2 separate regions of the Hordeum vulgare genome follow, and region 2 is linked to region 1. Evidence: chromatin contacts called from public Hi-C data. All regions are on one chromosome and are shown on one strand. The core of a region is the stretch at or near the end of the contact, and the rest is flanking DNA. Distances in the headings are between cores, read along the strand shown.

Evidence for each region. Hi-C and Micro-C count contacts between places; a contact is called where the count stands out from the background.
Region 2: a Hi-C map of seedling shows a contact between it and region 1, with 1.5 times the contacts expected there. The contact joins the enhancer-like site here to the promoter of LOC123451862 in region 1. A contact is called at or near these places in 2 of 6 Hi-C or Micro-C datasets (leaf and seedling).

The regions. Positions count from the first base shown.
Region 1 is chr5H:510,752,100-510,757,921 of MorexV3_pseudomolecules_assembly, reverse strand. It overlaps LOC123451862, which reads left to right and starts at 2,181. Exons shown (of 10, transcript XM_045128407.1): 1 at 2,181-2,830; 2 at 3,399-3,435; 3 at 3,627-3,702; 4 at 3,816-3,861; 5 at 3,948-4,046; 6 at 5,645-5,713; 7 at 5,818-5,822. The coding sequence starts at 2,525.
Region 2 is chr5H:510,811,917-510,817,738 of MorexV3_pseudomolecules_assembly, reverse strand. No RefSeq gene overlaps it. Among protein-coding and RNA genes, the nearest start is that of LOC123397080, 20 kb to the left of the region's middle. Within about 2 kb of position 3,203, at least 2 of the 3 cell types and tissues checked have open chromatin away from gene starts, as enhancers often do. A contact at or near this core is called in leaf and seedling, where this site is marked.

The sequences.
Region 1 (5,822 bases), core at 932-3,431:
TTTGGGATGGAGGGAGTATAAGGTAATGGTGGCATCAGAAATCAAAAGAGTACATTTTCTTAGGCCAATTGTTTCCATTGGTAATCATCCAATAGACAATGTTGCCAACCATCCTAGTCTAGTGCAAAGGGATGGAGAAATAATCACATTCATGTGAAAGAAAATAAGCACGAGACTTCTTAGTATATATATATTGGAACCCTATCACAACAAATCAATTCAATATCCCAACTCCACATTTAACAACCCAAAATGTAGAAATACACTAGCTTTAGTTATGCATTTTAATAGGTTATAAGATTCCTAAGAAACCCTCCTATATTTTTTGGAGATTAAAAGGAAATAGAACTTAATTAAATATGGAAATGGTGGCATAATTAGTCCAAGTCGCAACTATTCCGAAGCATTATTATATTATGCAGAGAATCCAACAAACATGGAGACTCGTAATCCAACAGTTTTTGGAATCACAATATTTTTTTTCAAGAAATAAAATAAACATTAAGGACAAAATAGGGGAAGGCATTAAGCATCTTATATTTGTTACATACCCTTCTGCTTGCAAGGGCAGATATTTTCAAAGCCATGAAGACCATTGTTTCCGCCCTTACTTTATACCTTCCCCAAGCCCGTATCCTCCCTTGATACATGACCAGTGAACTGGTGAAGATAGAATACAATGACTAAGAATGACACTGGCAAAATGATTAAAATATGATGAGCATAGAACACAACACATCAAGCCTCCAAGTGGCGCATCACGTGTGTGCTCATGGCTATGTTTATATAACATTTGACGAATAAAAGAGGTAATTAGAATGCATGAAAGAGCAATTCAGTAAATAGACTCATAAATAAAAAAAGTTAGAAGTTAGAATCATCTTTGGAAGAGCATGGTGGCCTCATGTTAGGTTTTGGTAATTGATGACAATCCTTAGAGACTAATGGCTGCCTTAAGATATATTTGAAGGGTTTATCCATAGGAATTTTTTGAAGACCATTTGTTGGGTTCAAGGTTATTAGAAGAGGATTTTGTGTGATCAAGGTGTTATTCAAGGAATTATCCAGAGATTAGTAATGTAAGAGTTGAGCCTATTGCAAGCATGTCTTGGAGAAAAGGATTGTGTGAACATTAATGTTTACCTTCAAGACATCATCTTTATGAGGAGAGAAAATAAGATACATGGTTGATCAAGAGTTCAATACTAAGGCAAAGAGTGATTCAAGTTGATCAACACACAAAGTGTAGACATTGTACCAAGTAGGATCAAGTAATCCTATTTTATGGTAAGAATTATCCATTACGCTTTTGTGCACTAAAACATGATCTTTGTGAAGTCTTCTATGTGGGGTTAGGTATCTATCCATGGGCTTGCATCAAAAACTTGTGTGTGTGTGTGTGTGTGTGAGAGAGAGAGAGAGAGAGAGAGAGAGAGAGAGAGGGAGAGGGGGAGAGAGTGCGAGAGGAGGAGAGGAGGCGAGAGAAAGAGTGTGTGTGTGAGAGAGAGAGATCTTCTGCGAGGAACCTATAGGTCGACTTGGAGCTATGATAATCAACATTGCTAGGCGAGGATGCTGGAGAAAGACCACTGTCGTCTCATGCGATGTGCCAAAGACAACTTGTGCTCTTGCTCCTTGACAACATCTAGTGGTGGTTGGTGCTAGGATTAAAAACCCTAGCGCAATGGGTACGTCGAGGACAACGGATCAGGGGACTCGATGGTGAGGAAGTGACCGATTGAGCAAAGGAAAAGGGAGAGGTGTGGATTTGGCAACCATAGTGGTTCGGGATGACGCACCGACACAAGTATAAAATGCAGGGAACTTGGCCGATCCTCCTTGCTTTAATCTAGACAAAGGCAATGTAGCAGAGGAAGTGGGGAGGGGTCAGGATGACATATCAAAAAGAGATGAATCGGTGGCGGCGCGGGGAAATGGAAGGAAGAGAGTGCGGCTGGGAAGAGAAGAGAGCGAGCAAAGGAGAACACGTGGGTGGGGTGGCAACTAGGGTTCTAACACGGGAAGCTGCTGTCTTTTTATGTGTCGACGTGAAATGACAAAACTACCCCCCATAACGGTATGGGATTTACAAAGAGATCAAATGGATGGCGTCGCGTTGTGATTTCAATTGAACCATCCAGAATCTCTGAGCGTCGAGATTTCGATCAAACGGCCTAGAGTCCCGGAGCTTCCAAAAGCGTCAGTTTCTTTCAATTCTTTACCTTAGGATGCCCTAACAACATACTACATACATATACATGATACAGTATGAATACGTATTTTTACTTTACTAATACGGATCCCGATCGCACGCAGCTCACGTGGTGTACAAAGAGACCCAGCCCAGCCCAAACCACCGGAGAAAAAAGAAAAAGAAAAAGAGAAAGAAAAAAAAAAGGGCGCAGAACCGCAGCGCACCAAAAAGTGTACCCACCCCCAGCACGCCCCCCGGCACACGCGATACCCACCCGCAACGCCCCTGCCGCGAACAGAGCGCAGACGCCCCGCCCCGCCCCGCCGTGCAATGGGCAAGCAGCAGCCGCCGCCGCGGCCGGCGGCGATGTCGGCGCCTCCCCCGCCCCGCCGGAAGCGGAAGAAGAAGGGCCGGCCCTCCCTTCTCGACCTCCAGAAGCGCAGCCTCCGCCTCCAGAAGCTGCAGCAGGCGCCCCCGCCGCCGCCCCCGCCCCCGCCGCCGCACCAGCAGCGCCGCCCCTCCACGCGCCGCAACCCTGCGCCGCAGGACGAGGACGACTCGGGCGACGACGACGACGACCCCCGCCGCGAGAAGAAGTTGCGCCTCGTCGTCGGCCTCCACGACGGATCGGCCAAGGTTTGCGCCCCGATCTGCGCCCTCCCCGCCCGAATTCGCCCAATTCGCCGCGGATCTGCACCGCCCGAGCCGCCCGCCCCGCCGTCCCAGCCGCGGAAAGGGCCTCCCCCTCTCCCTCCCTCTCTGCCCGCGCCCCGCTATTTATTTTACTGCCCCCCACTCTGCCCCCCTCTGCCGCCGCGACAGTGGTCAACGCCGCCCGGCTCGGCTCCCTCCCTCTCCCAATCATTCGGCGGATAAACCAAAACCCTGGCTCGCTCGCTCGCTCGCATCCCCCGGCAATAATTGGCGCCATTTCTTTTATGCATCGGAGCTTTTAAAGGCGTGCCTTTTTTTGGTCTGGCTTCGCCCTGCCTTTCGCGCCAAATATTTCCCCCGGCGACGGCAGGGTATATAAGTAAGGATCTCTCTGAGTGCTTGCTCGGTAACTGCCGCCTTTTCTGGCGCCTTTTTCTGCCCCGGGTCTCGCGATTTTCTCCCAGGGATTTCCGTCTGGATATTTTAATTCTTGTCTACTATACTAACTTCTTTACTTATCTTTTTGCTGCCGCTGCCGCTGCCGCTGCAGGGAGAAAAGAGGAGGACAGTGACGGATGGGCGTGAAGGTCGGTTTTCCCCCTCGTCCCATGCATTTATTCTTCTTCAGGTTTCCGACGGAGGCGAAATAATAGTAATACTGGACGACGAACGAATGTGCACGAACAAAAAAGATGCCATTTTTTAATTCCTGTACTGGTGGATGCATTCCGGTTCGTTTCCTGTTTAATTAATTAATGCTGATTGTTCCTGTGCTCAGAGCCGTCAGATTCCGGCCCCACGACGCCCCTGCCTGACAAAAAGTTATTGGTCTTCATCCTTGATAGGCTGCAGAAGTGAGTTGCTATGCTTTCTCTGCTTCTGCTTCTTCGTCTTCTTTTTCTTTTTGTTCCTCCCTTCCCGTTTCAGTGGCAACTTATCTGAGGCCGGTTTCTCTGTTTTCGTGCAGGAAGGACACATATGGCGTATTCTCGGAGCCGGTTGATGACGAGGAGGTGTGTTTTGAAGCGAATGCTTGTTTTCTTGGTTTTGTTTTATTGGAAGCTGATTGGTTTGCTTGTGATTGCCCATGTACTGTCAGCTGCCTGACTACAAAGATATTGTCAAGCACCCCATGGATTTTTCGACAGTTAGGAAGAAGCTTGATAAGGGGGCATATGCCAACCTGGAGCAGTTTGAGGTCAGTGTGGAATCTTTTTTTTTACTTGTGGTCGTGCTGTTTGACCTTTTCTGGTTTAATCAGCTGTTACAGCGATTTGGTTGACTTAGTTGCTAGATCAGCTAGATTATTCATCCACCCTGTGAGGCTAATGGTTCCTTCCATGCTGATGTTTCTCTTCTTTGTAACACCAGCCCTCACATTTTTGTTGAGATTCTTATAGATCAATATTCAGTTAGTAAAATTATGGCATCTTGTTTGCTTCAGAATATATTATGTACTGTTGTCATTGGAGTCTTGTATCCTGTATCGCTGCGCCAATGCACTGTGCTTTTGAGGACCAGATATTCATTCTGTTGGATCCTCTTCAATGGATTTGAAATAGTGCAAATGCATAATTGAAACCTGGAAGATTTGCTTCTGACAATGGTCCATGTAATCGATATCTTCTGATCTCATGTACTCTCAAGGGAAGATAGAACTATATAAAGCACAACACATTTCAAGACCAATACAGTAAATACAGTTTAATGTGTAAATACAGTTAACAAGTGTCTTTGAATTGAAACTGAAATCTAAATGAAGGTATCTGTTATAGTAAGTGAAGGAATAAGTGTTTATATCTAATGAATATCTGGTGCCGTTGTCTTTCTGTATCTGCATGCCCACTTATGTCAAAGGTTGTTTATGTAATTTGGGTACTAACAAGCCATGTAAGGTATGCGATTTATATATAGTTCCATAAGAATAACTAGCAACACAAGTAGAAAGAACGACATTCCTTCTAGCAGGTAAATAAATAAACTGTGAATTATTCTCAAAATGTGCATGATAGACAGGCCAAGCTGTAAATGTATAATTTTTCAAATGGAAATAATGCCCTCATGAATTTCTATGAAATAAAAGCTTTTTCATTCATTTGAGTCAAGATGAAATGACGCTTTGTTTAGAGAGAAAACACCAGTGTGTGTATGCTTGTACAATATTCACTACGAAGTTCCATGTTCTACTAAGTATATAAAAATCTTGTACATGCAGTACTTATGTTACTTATGGTCAAAGAAGTAGAATAAGATAAATTACAAGTAATTTAGAAAATGGAATGCTTGTACCTATGACCTCTTATGAAGTTTGTCATAGTAGTACTCAGCAACAAAGTGTGTTGGACTTCAGATTGAAGTTATCAGTTGTTTGTTATGCATGAGAATGGGATATATATTTAATGAAGTGAGTAGGTTTGCTCTGGTGCCACCATTTCTACTTGATGTACTTACTTATCTGCTGCCACCTCTGTTGCCACTTGAAAAATATTGGTTCTATATATACTATACGCCTGTAACCAGCATCACAGATCTGCATTTTCATTGAGCATTCGATTTAGTCTTACCTCAGATCACTAACATCATTTCCTTTACCTAGTTTTATTTATAGCATGCTTTCTTTTAAACCATGGCCTTGGTCATGCAAGTCACACCCCAAGAACAAATGGAACTTTGACCCGCTGTTGAATGCTGGCTGTACCAGTACTTAATTTATAATCAATGGTGTTTAACTAAGCTCAAAATATTATTTATATTATACTAAGCTCATTCAAAATGACATAAATTTCCTATTTACAGGATGATGTGTTTTTGATAACCTCGAACGCCATGTGCTACAACTCACCAGACACAGTATACTATCGACAGGTCAAATCTTGAACCTACTTGTTTGGTGATGAGTCTTGTGATGTTTTTTTTATTAACCCATGAGATGTGGTGCATATGTAACATTCACATGTAATCTATTATAGGCACG
Region 2 (5,822 bases), core at 1,954-4,453, 59 kb before region 1:
CATGTAATTTAAAAATGATAAAAAAAAATCTACAATGTGTCATCTCTTAGCCTTATATTCAATAACTAGTTAATCCTAAAAACGTGATGAGACATATTGTGTTAAAAGATCATTTCTTGTTTTCTCTTAACTAAGAAAAAACAAAGCTTTTTTTCACCTCATCAATTATCCTATGTGGCACACCTAAGATAGCATGATTATACATTGTCCTAACGGCCCATTTGGATGTTGGTAATGGTGGAACAGATTCGTTGCACACAACATTCACTCGTGGAATTGAGGCTCAATATCGAACCATTCCTTTTCTGGTGTACATCACCCCCTCGACCAATTCCGAGCTCATGATCTCGATTTTCGCTGGTACTCTCTAGCACTCCATCCCCACTACAGCGCCTCCCGCATCCCACGACTTCATCCACAGCCGCCGCGCCATGGTTGAGCGCCTCGTGCACAGCAGCAGCAACCGCTGCTCTCTGGCGTGCAATGTTGACCTCATGCATGCGTCTCCCGGTCTCCCCCTCTCCCTTCGTTGGCTACTGCTTCGGGGCTGCTCCGGCTGCCACCTAGGTCATCGTGCCTTCCGCCCTTCGTCGGCCCGTAGTTCGGGGGCTACTCCGGCGAGCCGAGGTGGAAGCCCCTCCATCACGGGAAGAGACCCATCAGCAGATCTGGAATCAGGAGTCTCACATTTGCAATTCAACACTTTTACAATCCAAACATGAAATGATATTGGTCGCTTTGATTAGATTCCAACTTCCTAATATATCAACGTCCAAACACTAGATTTGACATTGAGTCTGAATCAATATCCTGCAGATTTGATATTGAAGCCAATTCAATGCCACACTCCTGAATATCTACATCCAAACAGACCGTAAGACTCTCTCTCACAATAGCCTCTCCTGTAACTAATATGCCTAGTCTTAGTGCATGTACTAGTTGGGATTGTTACGGTGCTAGTTCGAGTAGTGGCCGCACCTGCGTGTGGATGTGGATGTATGTGTACACTCTCGATGGATGATTATACACGATTTCAGCATGTCATGTGTCTTCCTTCCGTACCACTGCAAATACAATAAAGTCCTCACTGATTCTCAACTTCGCATCAATTTTTTTCCTCTGGTGATCTTGGGTTCTCCGAGAGTCAGAGAGGAATATTGCTGGGTTGTACTCCAAATTATACTCCTATTCTCCAAATCCTAAGTTTTAATTAAATTTCTGCAGGGGTCATTAGAGAAATTGGTTCTTGCATGATTGTCTGCTCGATTAAAGATCACAGTGTAGCAGTTCAATAGGACATGAAACGAGACTAGGTGAGCTAGACGGTTCGTTTAATTGTCAAACATTGACGCATGATCTCCAATTGACAATTGTTGCCATATCACTTCAATTTTATTTTATGCATCTTTTGTATCTTCTCGTTTCACTATTGCGTTTCAAAAAATACTAATATAATGCAATCGTTGGGATAAATATCATGCAACTGGGAGTTGAATAGGTATGATTATTTACATATCAATTGAGGACTAGCGGACAAAAAAGTCCAAGCTCAATTGCAAGTCGTTGGTTGACTTGCAACCTCGGCAAAGAAAAGGATCAAGAGACCAACTTTCAGTCGGTGGTTGTCTTGCAACGTAACTCGGATAAAATAAAGAACGGGCAAAATTGTGAGTTGATGATGCAAAGGTCGGGGGCTCGTTTCCTCCTTTTCAAAAAAAAAATTTGTGAGTTGATGGTTAACTTGTAATTGGAACAAAAAAAGTTAACATCAAGTTATGATTTAAGGGTGGACTTGCAACTAGAAAAAAATGGATTAAGGGTCCTCTTGCATCTTAGTGGAGAACTTGCAACTGGGACAGAAAGAGCCTGCCCACTTGCAAGTCGTTGGTTCACTTGCAACTACGACAAAAAGAAGGATCAAGAGCCTAGTTTTGAGTTGGTGGTTAAAAAGGAGCGGGCCCAGTTACAAGTTGGCATTAACTTGTAATTCGGACAAAAACAAATGAGCACCTAGTTGCGAGTCAACGATGGACATGCAACTAAGACAAAAAAATAGATACCCAGTTGTGAGTTGGTGTTAACTTCCAACTAGGACAAAAATAAGTGAGCTTCTAGTTGTGAGTCAATGATGGACTTGCAACTAATAAGACAAAAAAACAGTTACAAGTTAAAGGTGGACTTACAACTAATGCAAAAAAGGACTTGGGCCTAGTTATAAAACAAAAGAAACATTGAGCGAGTTGCGAGTCGAGGGGTGGACTTTCAACTGGAGACAAATAAACATCCAGTCTAATTGCTAGTCAAGGATGAACATGCAACTAAGGGCAAAAAGGATCAAGGGCCAGTTGCATGTCAATCATGGACTTACAACTGGGAAAAAAATCGGATCTAGTTACAAGTCGTGACTTTGCAACTGCGGTAAATAACACTAAGAGTCCAGTCGTGAGTCCATGATTTTCATACAACTAGGATAAAAATGGACGGGCATAGTTGTGAGTTGATGCTTGACTTGAAACTATGACAAAAATGGTCAACCCCTAGTTGTGAGCCCATGCTGGAGCTGCAACTGAGGCGGAAAAAATGCCAAGCGCAGTTGCTTGTCCGCCCTGAACTTACAACTAATGCAAGAAAATGACCAAATCCAGTTGTGATACAAAATAAATATTGAGCCCAGTTATGAGTCGAGGGATAGACTTGTAACTGGATCCAAAAAAACATCGGGTCTAGTTACGAGTCGAGAGTGGACTTGCAACTAAGGGCAAAAAATAAAGTGTCCAGTTGCATGTCAATTGTGGATTTGCAACGCGGACCCAAAAAATGTCAGACTAGTTGCGAGTCTCTGGTTGACTTGCAATTGCGGCAAAAAAAAAAATCAAGAGCCCACTTGTGCATGGACGGTGGACATGTAACTAAGACAAAAGAAAATTGGCCAATACTATGACAAATAATCAAAACGCGTCAAAAAGCCTCACACAATGACAATAACGAAGCAAAAACATGGCCAGCGACAAAAACAACGACCCGACAACGATAAGTGAAGAAACGTGCAACAATATTTTATTTTATTTGTTTATGTATGAAACATGCTATACTAAAGATAGAGAAGGAACGTGATATCCCAATGAGGCAACGACCTATATCAGAGTAAACAAAAAAGAACCAAGTTAAAAAAAACAAACACAGAAAGAGTGCGGCCCATACGTAAAGCTTGCTGCATAGGCCCAACACAGCGAAACGGGACAGCATGAATGGCTCGGGACGTCCTATGTGAAGAATTATGCGGCAACTAGCTGTGGCTTCTCATAGAGTAGCTTATATGGGGGCCTTTTGGGTCGCGCCGTGCATTTTTCACTGTTTCTTTGCGGCTTCGCACAGAACAGCTGTATTTTTTTGTTTTTTCGTTCTTTTCTTTTTTTATGTATTTTCCTATTTTTCAATTTGACAATTTCAAATATTTTTTGAAAGTTAAAAAATATAATTATCGCCTTAAATTTTCATTCACAATTTTCAAAAATGTTAATGCTTAAAAAATCTATAGAAAATTAAAACCAATTCTAATTTAAAAAAATAAAAAAATTAGAAACTTTTCTCGCTTTTAAATTTTGTACATAATTTTAAAAATTGTCCGTGTTTCAGAAAGTTCAGAAATTACCGAAACAAATTGTTCAAAATTTCAAAAATTGCTCATATTTTCATTTTTCAGGAGTTTCAAAAATGTGAGCGCTTTTGGGATAAAGGAAACATTATTTAGAACTCCAATTTGTGGTCAATTTTTGAAAATATGAAGATTTTTGTTAATGCCAGAACTTTATTGAAAAACACGAACATTTTATTGAAAAACAAGATTTGTTTCTAAAATCCAGAGCATCGTTTAAAAACCGGGAAAATTTTCTAATTTATGAACAATGTTTGGAAAATGACATTTGCTTTAAATTTGGAACATTTTGAAAAGCAAGAACATGTTTTGAATTTAAGAACAATTATTTAATATTAACATGATTAAGAATTACAAAGTTTTGATATTTGGAACAGTTCTTGGAAATACCGAACATTTTCTGAAAATAAAGAACATTTTTCTAAAATACCGAACATTTTTTTAAATCCGGAACATTTGTTGATGTCATTAATGTATTGGAAAAATGGCAACTATTCTAATTCAGAACATTTCTTTAAAAAGCAAAAAAAAAATCAAATTCGAAGGAAAATTTTCAAACAAGAACTTATTTCAAATATATATAATAACCTTGGAAAAAGGATAAAAGCAGAAAACAAAAGAACTAGAAAATTCAAAATAGAAAGAAACAGAAACATAAAAATGAAAAAAGAAAAGAAGCTGGTAAAAAAACAATTCAGATAACCTCCTAGAAGGTTCCCAAAATCGATTGCTAAGCGAACTGGGCTGGCCCAAATATTGTCCGGGCGCCGGGGGGGTGGGGGTGGAGGGGGGGGGTGGAAGCCTCCAGTCTTTGCCGCGAAATGCATCGAATAGCATTTTTGTGCTCATTTGACGTTTTATCGGGTGAGATCACCAATTGCACAAAGAATAAAGACAAAATAATCTAACGGTAGATGACTTAGATGTGAAGTAACTATATTACATCTAGATGTAAAATAGCAAACCCATAGTTTATAACGACGACTGATTTTTTGTTTTTACCATGGGTTGTTGAGACTATGTTAGCGCCAGTCTTTTCGTGTGGAGGATGTCATCAGCGACGGGGGATGTTTGAACCATCATGATGACAACCACAGATTCCTCTTTATAGTATATATTATTAAAAGGCTTCCACTGTTTGCACCAGAAGGCGCCACAATGATCGTCAATTGTGTTCTTTCTGTCGAGCCCTGCAGTAAAGGGAGAAGGCGATCAGACAATCACGGAGTCAGTAGCGTAGAAATTGACTGGTGTGCTAATTTCAGTTTGCCATGTATATATGATAACTAAATGAGCTCCGTCATTTTTACCAAAAGGCGTGGTAAATGATGAGCGACCATGTTCCACCTGCCGAGCACTGCAACAAAGGGATAATAAGTGGATCAAAAGATCATCAAGTCGTAGAAGCTGACATATGTGTTTAGATACATTTCAATGGTACACATGACGGTATAAACTTCACACAAGTTTCTAAAGTTTATATCATCGTGTGATCGCGGAGTCTCTAGCATCCACATTCTATCTAAGCACATTCCCTCGTATTATAAAATTCACACGTGGTGATAAATAAAGCATCTAGGTTGCAAGGCTGAGGAATGAAAGGGGAAGGAAAAGGAGGGAAGGGAGACATTGGATAACGTTGTGAGGGAGGGAGGCGGAAGAGATGACTTGTGTGCGCCACAAAATCATCTATCCATAAGAGCATCTATAACCGGACTTGACAAATCCGGTCCCTCATCTCATATTGAGTGCTAGGGATGTAAGTGACAAATAAGCGACGTCCGCGAGTCCCATGTAATTAGCTTATTGAGTGCTCTACACCCTATTACCTATTAGTGGATTCAAACGGAATTAAATGGGACCCAGCTTACATCCCAATTGAGTGCTCTGCATTCAATTATCTTATATTTCATCCTCTATATTCATACAAACACAGCTACAGTATTGCATCGGGGTGAATCGACCCCAATGACCCTGTCCCAAATCCTCTACGCACACACATCACATGAAGAAGAACCCAATGATTTGGTTTGCCCCCGGTCTAAAAAAGAGGAATTTCCTAACGAAAGCTCATTGAGTCAAGATCTCGTTGCTTCGCTAGCAACTAGCGATCGACGAAGCGATTGCCATGAGTCAGCCCAAGTTACATGTTTAACGTGTACTAGTA